2 separate regions of the Zea mays genome follow, and region 2 is linked to region 1. Evidence: chromatin contacts called from public Hi-C data. All regions are on one chromosome and are shown on one strand. Each heading gives the region's core, a stretch centred on a gene start, on an enhancer-like site or on the middle of the called end of the contact. The rest is flanking DNA. Distances are from core to core; before and after follow the strand shown.

Region 1 (4,837 bases), core at 1,491-3,990:
GTAGAAAGCTTATGCAGTCTTCGAATCTTGCACGCACTCACATCCTCTTCATAATTCTGAACCCAACGGCCATCGCTGAATGGCTAGATTCTCTTACTATGATAAATGGATGATCAACTTCTCATAAATGAGTGCTAAAGTTCAACAAGCGTTTTATTATTAGATCGCTGATCAAGTTTACATAAATTAATACTCAAGTTTCAAGTGTTTATTATTAGACCGCTGATCGCCTTTGCGTAAATGAATGTTGAATGGAACCTTGAGGTGATTTAATATGTAACTCCTGTTGCAATGTAAAGTGTACATCCATTTTATTCCTGGAACACATTAATTTCAATTGAAATTGTGCATGGAATACGTTTACTCACTTTGAGATCAGTTTCTACTCCCAATATCTCAATCCCCATCTAGTAAAACAAATGCAATCCGACTTCGTCCCTCCTAGCTAGAGGGAAGCAGGAAGAGAGGGTAAGAACGGCTCAGGTCCCGAGTGAGGTTGTTATTTTTTTTATTTAACTGAATTGGTTAGTAGTTAGTACTCCTCCGGTCCTATGTGGAAGCGAATTTTAGGCCACAAACAGGGGCGACGCCAGTAGTACTTGTCTGGTGCACGGGCACCAGGGTGTATCAAGAATTTCTTTGTAAATTGAGTAATATTTATTATATATCACAAGAAAATTTACAAGTTCCTTGAGTAGTGTACCACCTTTATTTTTGTGCTAGCTTCGCCTCTGCCCACAGGCAGGTCGAGTTTTCGGTGAGTTGGACTGAAAGAACAACCCCCTTTCATCATTTCAGATGTTGAAACTTGGAAGCCAAGAGGGGAAGCAGACAGCAGTGTATTTAATCTCACGCTCTGTTGATTGCGCTTTGAGTCTTGCAGTCCACAAATCTGCCTATCCCTTTGGTGGTCTGGGTACACGTGAGATGTGATTGCTGCAGTCGACCAGCTGGTTCTTAGATACACCCTCTACAGAGAAAGCTACTGTCTGTATGCTAAGCCATGCTACTTGTATATGTAGGCACTAGAAGATGGGGTCAATGGTATAAGTCTCTCTCTATTTGCTCCTCCTTCAGTTTCATCTGGGCCAGCACCTTTCCTCGATTTGCTCGAGGCACGCACAGCTGCTCCTTGCCACCAAAAGGCTGGAGTGTCAGTTGTTCTGTTCAGGCCGTCAGCAATGCAAGACCTGGTGCAAACAAACACAGTCGCCTCTTTCAGCTCACGGATGTTAAGCGTTGGCGTTGCTGCTTGAACAACAGACTAGAAGTACAGAAAAATCCAACCATAACTGGCAGTGGGAAAGTATTCTTTTGCAATTCTTTCAAACTTTACCTTGGCTGTTGACCAACAATCTGTAGCATTTATTTGTTAGCAGCACAGCGCCCTCAGCGTTTCCTTATGGTGGGGAGCTGGGGAATAATGTAGTTTCTAGACAGCCTTTTACTCTTGCATGACTGTACCTGATCTTCGACAGGGCGACATCACTCACTCTCTACCTGCCAAATTTAACACGGGAATTCCCTTGAGATTGGTGGTGTTCCGATTCGGATGGGTCAACCTTGACGCAAAGGCTAGCTGTTGGCTCTTGACGCAAAGGCTAGCTGTTAGTACTAAAAGAATTCTCTTAAAGCCGACGTGTAGGTCGTGTGCGATACGGTGGACCTGATTTGGGTTCGTGCGTGGGCACACACGCCTTGCGATGAACTGGCGAGTAGTGGCGATGACTTGAGTAGAATAGGATTATCCTTCCACCCATTGACACGAGGGCTTGGCTGAGAGAATTCGAGATGAGGATGTGAGCAGCACTAGATGACGCCGACGCGGCGAGGCGGACGCGCTTATCCGAGTCAGCGCGGACGCGGCGGCCGGCCGGTGCGATACGCCGCTCCTGAGTCCTAGCGGGTAGCGGATGTACGGATCTGACCCATCTTTTTTAATGGATACCATCCGTTATGTTATGTGCCAATGGCAAATGGCATGGCGAGACGCCAGTACGCTGTACGCCACCGGCCACCGCCCACCGGGCTCCTCCCATGCCCAAGGGCCAAGCGCAACCGTGAAGCATTTGGGCAGCCGTTTTCCTGGGGAGGCGCCTCCGTGAACGAGGAAGTTGTTGCCTGCCTCAGCCCTCAGATCAGATGCCACTACGGCACAGCGCCGAGTGCGCTCCTTCGCCTTTATGGCGGTCGGCGCCAACGCCAACGATCATCCGGACGTCTGGCAATCAAGATGCCTACGTACCTCAAGCGTCCGCAAGGAGTACGGTTGAAACAGAGCCTGAAAAGACAACGTGGATATGACAGGACGATGCAAAGCTCAGGTTTGGACATTACCTGCCTTGTCAGGGCGATGCTTGGCTGCACGGGCAAAGGCTGCAGAGAATCCAGCGACGCAACGACGACAAGAAATAAAAATAAAAGCACTCACACTTGACGTTTTCAGTTCTGTTCGGTGAGATCACCCGAACGAAAAAGAGCACCAAAAAGTTCGAACACGGCATTCGACACGCACAGACGCACCGGCAGCCAGCCGGTCCGGCCCGGCCCGGCCCAGCCCTGAAATAATATCTTCACTGTCAAACGGGACCCACACGCAAAAGGCGATTTTTTTTTTGGTAAGTGGACGGAAAAGGAGGCAGGAGAGACAAGCCAGCCATGGGATGGGCGGGCGACTCGGCGCGTAGGAGGAAGAACTCTCCCTCGGCGCGGTGGCGGCCTCTCCCACAACTTTTCCTAATTGAATTCGATCTCCCTTCCCTATCCGGCATCAGCGCGCACCACCACTAGCGAATCCCGTTTGGTCATCAAGAAGACGTACGGCTGTCTCCAATCGAAGTTCCAGTCCCACTCCAACATCGGAGAGAGAGCACATGTCAGTCTGACTTGCGAACTCCTTCCCTCTCCTCCTTCCCCCAGGTCAGGAGTCCCAGATCGTGAAGCCAGCTATTTTACTCTACTCCCCCCTCACCACGAGTCGGAATTCAGCCCCGCGCCGCGCGTCGATCTTATCCTCCAGTCTGATTCCAGCTCCGCCCCCGCCTCCACCTCCCCTCTCTCTCGATCCCTCGCTATTAATACATCCCGGCGGTTCACTCCCGATCTCCATCCCTCCCGGCCGGGCCTGCCTCCTCGATCCTCGGACGAAACGCGCCGCCTTCTTTCTTCGTCCCAGCCTCGCCTCCTGCCCTTTTTAGGTCGCCCGGATCTCGCTCTCGTCGTCGTCGTCGCGCGCGCGCGCGCGCTTCTTGTTTCTGTCGGCGCCGCCGCGGTGCTGGGAAGGCGGCTCCTTTTCGCGGCCACAACCCACAACACGTCCTCGTGATCCTAGTACCTTCTTCTTGGAAAAAGTTGCCGCCGCGATGAACGCGCTCGCCGCCACCACCCGCAACTTCCGGCGGGCATCGAAGCTGCTCGGCCTCGACTCCAAGCTCGAGCAGAGCCTGCTCATCCCGTTCCGGGAGATCAAGGTGGGGGTCCCCCCGGCGCCGTGTTGCTTGTGGCGTCTCTCTATTAATCGTTCGTGCTGGTCGAATTGTTTGCTCATGGGTTTCCCCACAGGTGGAATGCACCATCCCCAAAGACGACGGCAGCTTGGCGACGTTCGTGGGGTTCCGCGTGCAGCATGATAACGCCCGCGGGCCGATGAAAGGCGGCATCCGCTATCACAATGAGGTGAGGGATCGATTCTGTTCTGTCTATTGTGTGTGCTCTTCCAGAAATACAAATAATGCAGCAATTGTAAAGCAGGCATGTTTTGGCTGTGGTCACTTTTTCTCTTTAGCAGGGCCACTGTTTGTTTCTTTTCGAGTTGGTAAACTAAACAAGTCCCCTGTGGCTGTCTAAATCATCGCTTGTCATTTTGTAAAGCTCCCCCACTATTTCTCCCTCCTGCCATTGTGATAGAACGGGACATTAAACTTTTTTGCCGGCTCCCTCTCACATTGACCCCTCAGAAAATGAAAAAAAACATTTGCGGCTCACATCACTTTTTATGATGGCAACACGTTACATATCCCATAGAACAGCTCAATCTGTAGTCTTTTTCCCCAGCAGTTGTTGACACTGTAACGTTCTAAGCTTTCTATAAAAGTCAGGTTTACTTCTATAAAAAAAGCAACAACTTAATGTGTAGTAAAATTTTCTTCAACCAATCTTCTAATGGCCTTTTGCGAATGTCCAAAACTTTATACTTCCTTAAAGGCTAATGCTAGTTCAACCTGTGAAAACCTATCCAAAATCTGTACTGGATGTCTTGTTATGATATATCTAATTATCTATTTCCAGATTTTTTTTAACCATCTACAGTCAGCTGAATTTATACCTGCTGCTTGTTTCAACTACCTGTGTATAAGCAACTGTTGTAAATTGTGATCGGTTGTGTTTTTAATAGAAAATCCAGCGTTGCACTTTTGACAAGTTCCTTACTTTTTAAGGAACAATTGGATCTATACCATTAAAAGATCCAAACTTTAGATATATACCATGGACCCCACATGTCATTGACTCATGTGGACCCACATGTAAGTGAGATAGTAATGGTATGGATCCAAAGTGGTGATCTTTTAATGGTATGGATCCAAATTTCCTTTTTTTTGCGTGCTAGGTTTGCAAAATCTCAAAAAAATCAACTAGTTCTTGTTAACTATAATTTTCTTGTATGTTTCAGCAATCTAATAGTTAAAACATAATCTTATTGATTTGTCGGGCAGGTTGATCCAGATGAAGTAAATGCCCTTGCTCAACTCATGACATGGAAGACAGCTGTTGCTGCAGTCCCATATGGTGGAGCAAAGGGAGGGATCGGGTGCTCTCCTGGTGAACTAAGTAGAAGTGA
Region 2 (4,837 bases), core at 1,032-3,531, 300 kb after region 1:
CTACTTAATGAAATCATCAATGGATCATTGGCTGTTCAATTACCACAAGGGGTATGGAGAAAGTTTCAGTAAAAAATCCAAGGCGCACGTATACTATAAGTCCCTTGTATCCTTTCAAATTCGAGCTCAATGAATATCAATTAACGCCACATCAGAGGCACAATCCAGCATTACAGAATTTTTGCGATGAATGACAGCAAGCAGTTGAGTCAAGTAATTTGTACTCACTGGATAGTTCCTAGAGAAATACAGTAAATTCTCCAAAGATATAAAACCACCGCCCCTGTATGTTCAAGAGAAAATATTATTACACGTCCAAAATATATCAAATGAATGCTAAACTGCAAATGTTGGAATGAAGAAGGGATGAAAGACCTGAAATCTGTAGATGGATCTTTCCCTTGCCATCCCATCTCCTTCCACTGGTCTGATACTAACCCTAGAAGTTCAGTTCCAGGAAAAGAAGAACGCCAAAGGGCTTCCAGTGCTTTCTGATGGATATATGTGACAGTAAATAACCCAAAATAGATAGAACTCAGGAGGAGGAGATGGAAGCACATGCTCTAGATTCCCATATGAAGCTGAAATTATTTCAGATATTTTAATTTCTTAGGGCTCAGTAGCACCAGATCATATTATTACTGACAATGGTAAGAATTCATAAGCAAAGCGTATGACTGTTGTACATTTGTACCAATTGGCTAATTAATTTGAGGAGTTATACCCTCCTTTAAAAATAATAGGTTGTGCTCTGTTAAAATGATGGATTGAAATATGCAAGTGCCCTCTCCCTGAACCCAAGCATGTACATGCAACGGTACTGTTAAGTATACCGACACATGTTATAGCACACCAGAGTCATCTTGAATTTGAAAAATCCAAAGTTCATCACAGCACAACAGTAACAAAGAACAAATGTGCATTTCAAGTATGATGTTGCATGCTAATGTTAACAAGGTGGTGATATCAGCTAACGCTAGTACCTGATGCTCCAGATTTGAACCATCATACTGCACCTCTATCCGGTTCTGCAACCTATTCAAGCACTCTTCCTGGAACAGAGAATAAACCATAAATGTTCATGTAGGAACTTTCATTGCCCCCATGAATTTTAATAAATAATGGAGGCAATGGCACACAATGTTAATCGCAGAAACATACCCAGTGTCATAACCACTAATGCTACAATGACATGACACTACACTGCTTCATGTTTCCATTATCGCAAAATAAGTAATGAAAATTTCTCTATACGTTTACATCCAAATTGCTCTTTATACGATTTAATATCTCAATTTCTTTTCTCAGAAATCAATCCACAAGGAACAAAGGAAATGTCTCTAACCCCTGCGTCGACATATAGGCTACTAAATTGTGAAACAAAACGAGAACAAGAATTTTTCATCGTCCTATGAATTAGACAACACACAAATTGACACAGTTTTCCTGCTGAAGTGGTGAATCACAATACTAAACATGCATTAGGCTTAAGACAGTACAGCTTCCACAATCGCTTCTATCACGTACGCTCAAAACAGTTTTCCTGTACGTTGCCATGACAATATTGCCAGTTCACATTTAAAACTTTCAGGGGAGGTTTCATCATTCATATTTCAGAATGATCACATGCCACAGGGTTATATCTCGGTTGCTATTTGCTAACGCCCTGTGTCGAAGACATATAAGCAACAAAGGACGGAACGAGAGCGAGCTTTCCACCTGAATGGGACTCAAATCGAAGGACAGGCGCACGTCGCTCTCCCTCCTCTGCGCGCAGACGCATGAAAGCCCCTTACCGAGCCACGCAGTGGACACGCCCACGACCTCAGCTGCGGGCGCACGAGAAAGGGAGGAGAAAAAAAACCATAACCGCCGTGAGCCTCTGCACGCACGAAGGCAAACAGCGTAACCAACCAAACGACGGCGCCGCGCACGTACCCGGGGAAGAGTGGTGACGATGGTGGTGGATGGCGCCACCGGAGAGGCGACGCACGGCGAGGAACGAGCCGGCGTTCTGTTCCATGCCGAACGAACGCGCTCGCGCCCTGCACAGCGCTACGCCTCCTAGGCCTCGGCCTCCCCCCCTCCCCGTGTCTCTCTCCTCCTCCGCGTCTAAGCGCCGCAATCAACGCGGGAACCCATGGCTGGTTGGGGCGGAGGGAGGCCGCAGCTCTCCAATCCTGGCGTGCGCGAGATCCCACGGGCGGATCGACCACGAGGGCTGTCCCCACGAAGGGACGCCCCCGCCCTGTTTTAGCTTTGTTCGTTTGGCTGGCAACTTGGCGCTTCTCTAGTTTGGCCTGGCTTCCGTCCCCGCGAATTATTGCAGTTGCGTTGCGTCGGTGTCAGTTTGAGAAGCCGAGGACGTTTTTGGCGTAGAAAGCAACGTTCCCTTCCTAGGCAGTGCCAGTCTCCCAGAGCCTTTCAAGCAAGGTGGATGCTGAAAGATGGGCCGTGGGCGTATCAGATGAATGTCTTTAGTTCAGGTTGCTATGCCGTGTTTAACCCTAAGACAGGACAGGAGCGAGATCTGAATTTCACTGATGAATATGATGTTAAGAGACAAATCAGTTTATCAAAGACGAATAGAATATGTCAAAGACAGATCAAGGCCATCAACCTTTTCACCAAATGGGCGAATATCCAGATCAGATGTATGTTGGGTTGATGTACAACTTTATCAGTTATGTTATCTTTCACACTACGTACAGTAAAAAGGTCTTATTCGACCCTCTTTTATATAGGGCTAGTTTGAAAACTCAAATCCCGTTCGGGATTGAAGGGGATTCGAGAGGAAATTAGTTCATTTCCACCTCAATCTCCTCCAATCCCGAAGAGGATTCGGAGTTCCCAAAGTAGCCTATAGCGTACATTAAAAGGGCATAGACGAGTACACGAACCGATATGTATCGATACGACGATACCTTCTCATCCCTGCATGTATATCTGGTCTGATCCTACACAGTTAGTGAGGAAAAGCACCACTGCCACCGCTACACCCGACTTACACCGACCGTCGGGGCCTCCTCTATATATGGCATCCTCCTCTAACCTCGAAAGTGATATAAGCATGATGACTATGGCATAAGAGAGCACATATTTAAGATGACCAATTTTGCAAATAAACGTATGTCCTTCTATATGGGATTGAAGAAAGCTTTGTTGTCCACTTAATATTAGTCTCACTATCTAAAGAGTTTGAGACTTTTGTAGTGAATTACAACATGAGTCCTCAAAAGTGGTCAATTAAGAAGCTTATTATACCCAACAAGAGGACATATTTAAGGCTATGAAGGGTGACAATGTAAATCTCATTAAGCAATCACTCTAGAAGAAGCAATACCCTAAGAACCCTTTTGACTCACTTCAAGAATTAGGGCTACCCCAATCAAGAGAATTATTAGGGTAAGAAATTCATGTTTCACCAAACAAGAACATGTTCAAATGGGGAAAGGCCATTCACAAAGTCACATAACAAGGAAGCAAGTTTTAGTGAAGAAAGATCATTTTCTGCATCCCATCCTAGAGAGATGGATGATGACACATGCAGATGTTATCGCCTAGAACAAAAGGGCATCATATGAAGGACCTGTTCTAAAGTGGCTAAACAAGAATAGTATGGATAAAGTTATATTTATAGATAAACCTTTGTGTTTAGATTTTGCCAACTAATACTTAGTAGATTGATTATAGTGTGGTTGTTCATGTCACCAATACTATGTAGAGATTCCATACAGAGATCATTCAAAGAGGAGAAAAAAAATATTAGAATTGCTAACGAGCTTGAAGTTAACATTGAAGCCATTACACACGTTGCATTAGAATTAGATGGTAGTTTCATTATCTAATTGAGTGATGTTCTATTTGCGCCTTCCATGAGAAGGAATTTGATTTTAGTATCATGTTTAGATGATAAGAATATTCATTATCATTTTGGGATTAGAAAGTGCATTATTAAGTTCGGCAAGATTGATGTCAGTCTTGCCATCAGACAAGACAAGCTCTATTTACTTTCCCATTGTGATCATATGAATGAGACGTATACCTCTTCTTTAAATGTATGTGATGTGAGAGTTAAACATAAGAAAAATGAGAATGTTAAACATAAGCGAAATGAGAGTGAATCGTCGTTGAAATTGTGGCGTATGAGAATGGATTTTAAGCTCATTTTTCTTATCGTTCAAACCAGAACATTCACATTCTACATAGGCAACAAAAGTTACAGCTTAGCTATGAAGTACATCGACCCTGTCAAACGGGAAGGTTTGGTGTATTAGATACTGATCCTAGGCCGCTATTTAGAAACAAAGATTAATTTAAGCAGAAAATCAAAAATAAACTTTGGGTTATTATGGAACTGATTGATACCACCTGCGCTTTACTTCAGTTTTCGACCGAACCTCCCTGAGCCTCCCATCGGTTCCATAGTCTCTCTCCATCACCAGGTTGATACCTTCTTCGGAGTACCACCCAACTCCGATACAGAGTATGCCGTCTTCGCTGATGTCAACATAGGCAGTGACGCCACCAGGTAACCAAAGCACGGTGACATCCTGCACGTCGAGCATCTCCTCCTCCCCAAAGAAAACTGAACTCTCTGGCAGGTTTCTCTTCTTCACCGTCTCCATGCACAAGTAGACCAATGGAGAACCGCCCTCTAGTTCTTGCACTTTATCACTGAAAATTGGCGTTGCACTGACTTCGTATACTTTCCAGGAGCCTGTCAGTTCTGACGGTTTGGTCCGGCTTCTTTGAGAGAATGGTTTAAGGTCAACAAGTGTATCACTGCATAGGAGATAAACATTAGAAAACTTGTGGAGACCTAGGCGTTTTTTAT

What was found. Hi-C and Micro-C count contacts between places; a contact is called where the count stands out from the background.
Region 2: a Hi-C map of leaf shows a contact between it and region 1, with 4 times the contacts expected there. The contact joins the promoter of LOC100381336 here to the promoter of LOC100193614 in region 1. A contact is called at or near these places in 4 of 25 Hi-C or Micro-C datasets (leaf and tassel) and 1 of 3 datasets of contacts at active chromatin or transcription factors (leaf).

The regions. Positions count from the first base shown.
Region 1 is chr10:136,649,395-136,654,231 of Zm-B73-REFERENCE-NAM-5.0, forward strand. LOC100193614 (glutamic dehydrogenase2) reads left to right here and starts at 2,741. Exons shown (of 9, transcript NM_001138715.1): 1 at 2,741-3,470; 2 at 3,562-3,675; 3 at 4,713-4,837. The coding sequence starts at 3,363.
Region 2 is chr10:136,952,775-136,957,611 of Zm-B73-REFERENCE-NAM-5.0, forward strand. LOC100381336 (ELMO domain-containing protein 2) reads right to left here and starts at 2,282. Exons shown (of 9, transcript NM_001174204.2): 1 at 1,939-2,282; 2 at 1,720-1,829; 3 at 984-1,052; 4 at 376-491; 5 at 229-283. The coding sequence starts at 2,023. LOC100276746 reads right to left here. Exons shown (of 5, transcript NM_001150462.2): 5 at 4,156-4,785. The coding sequence ends at 4,350.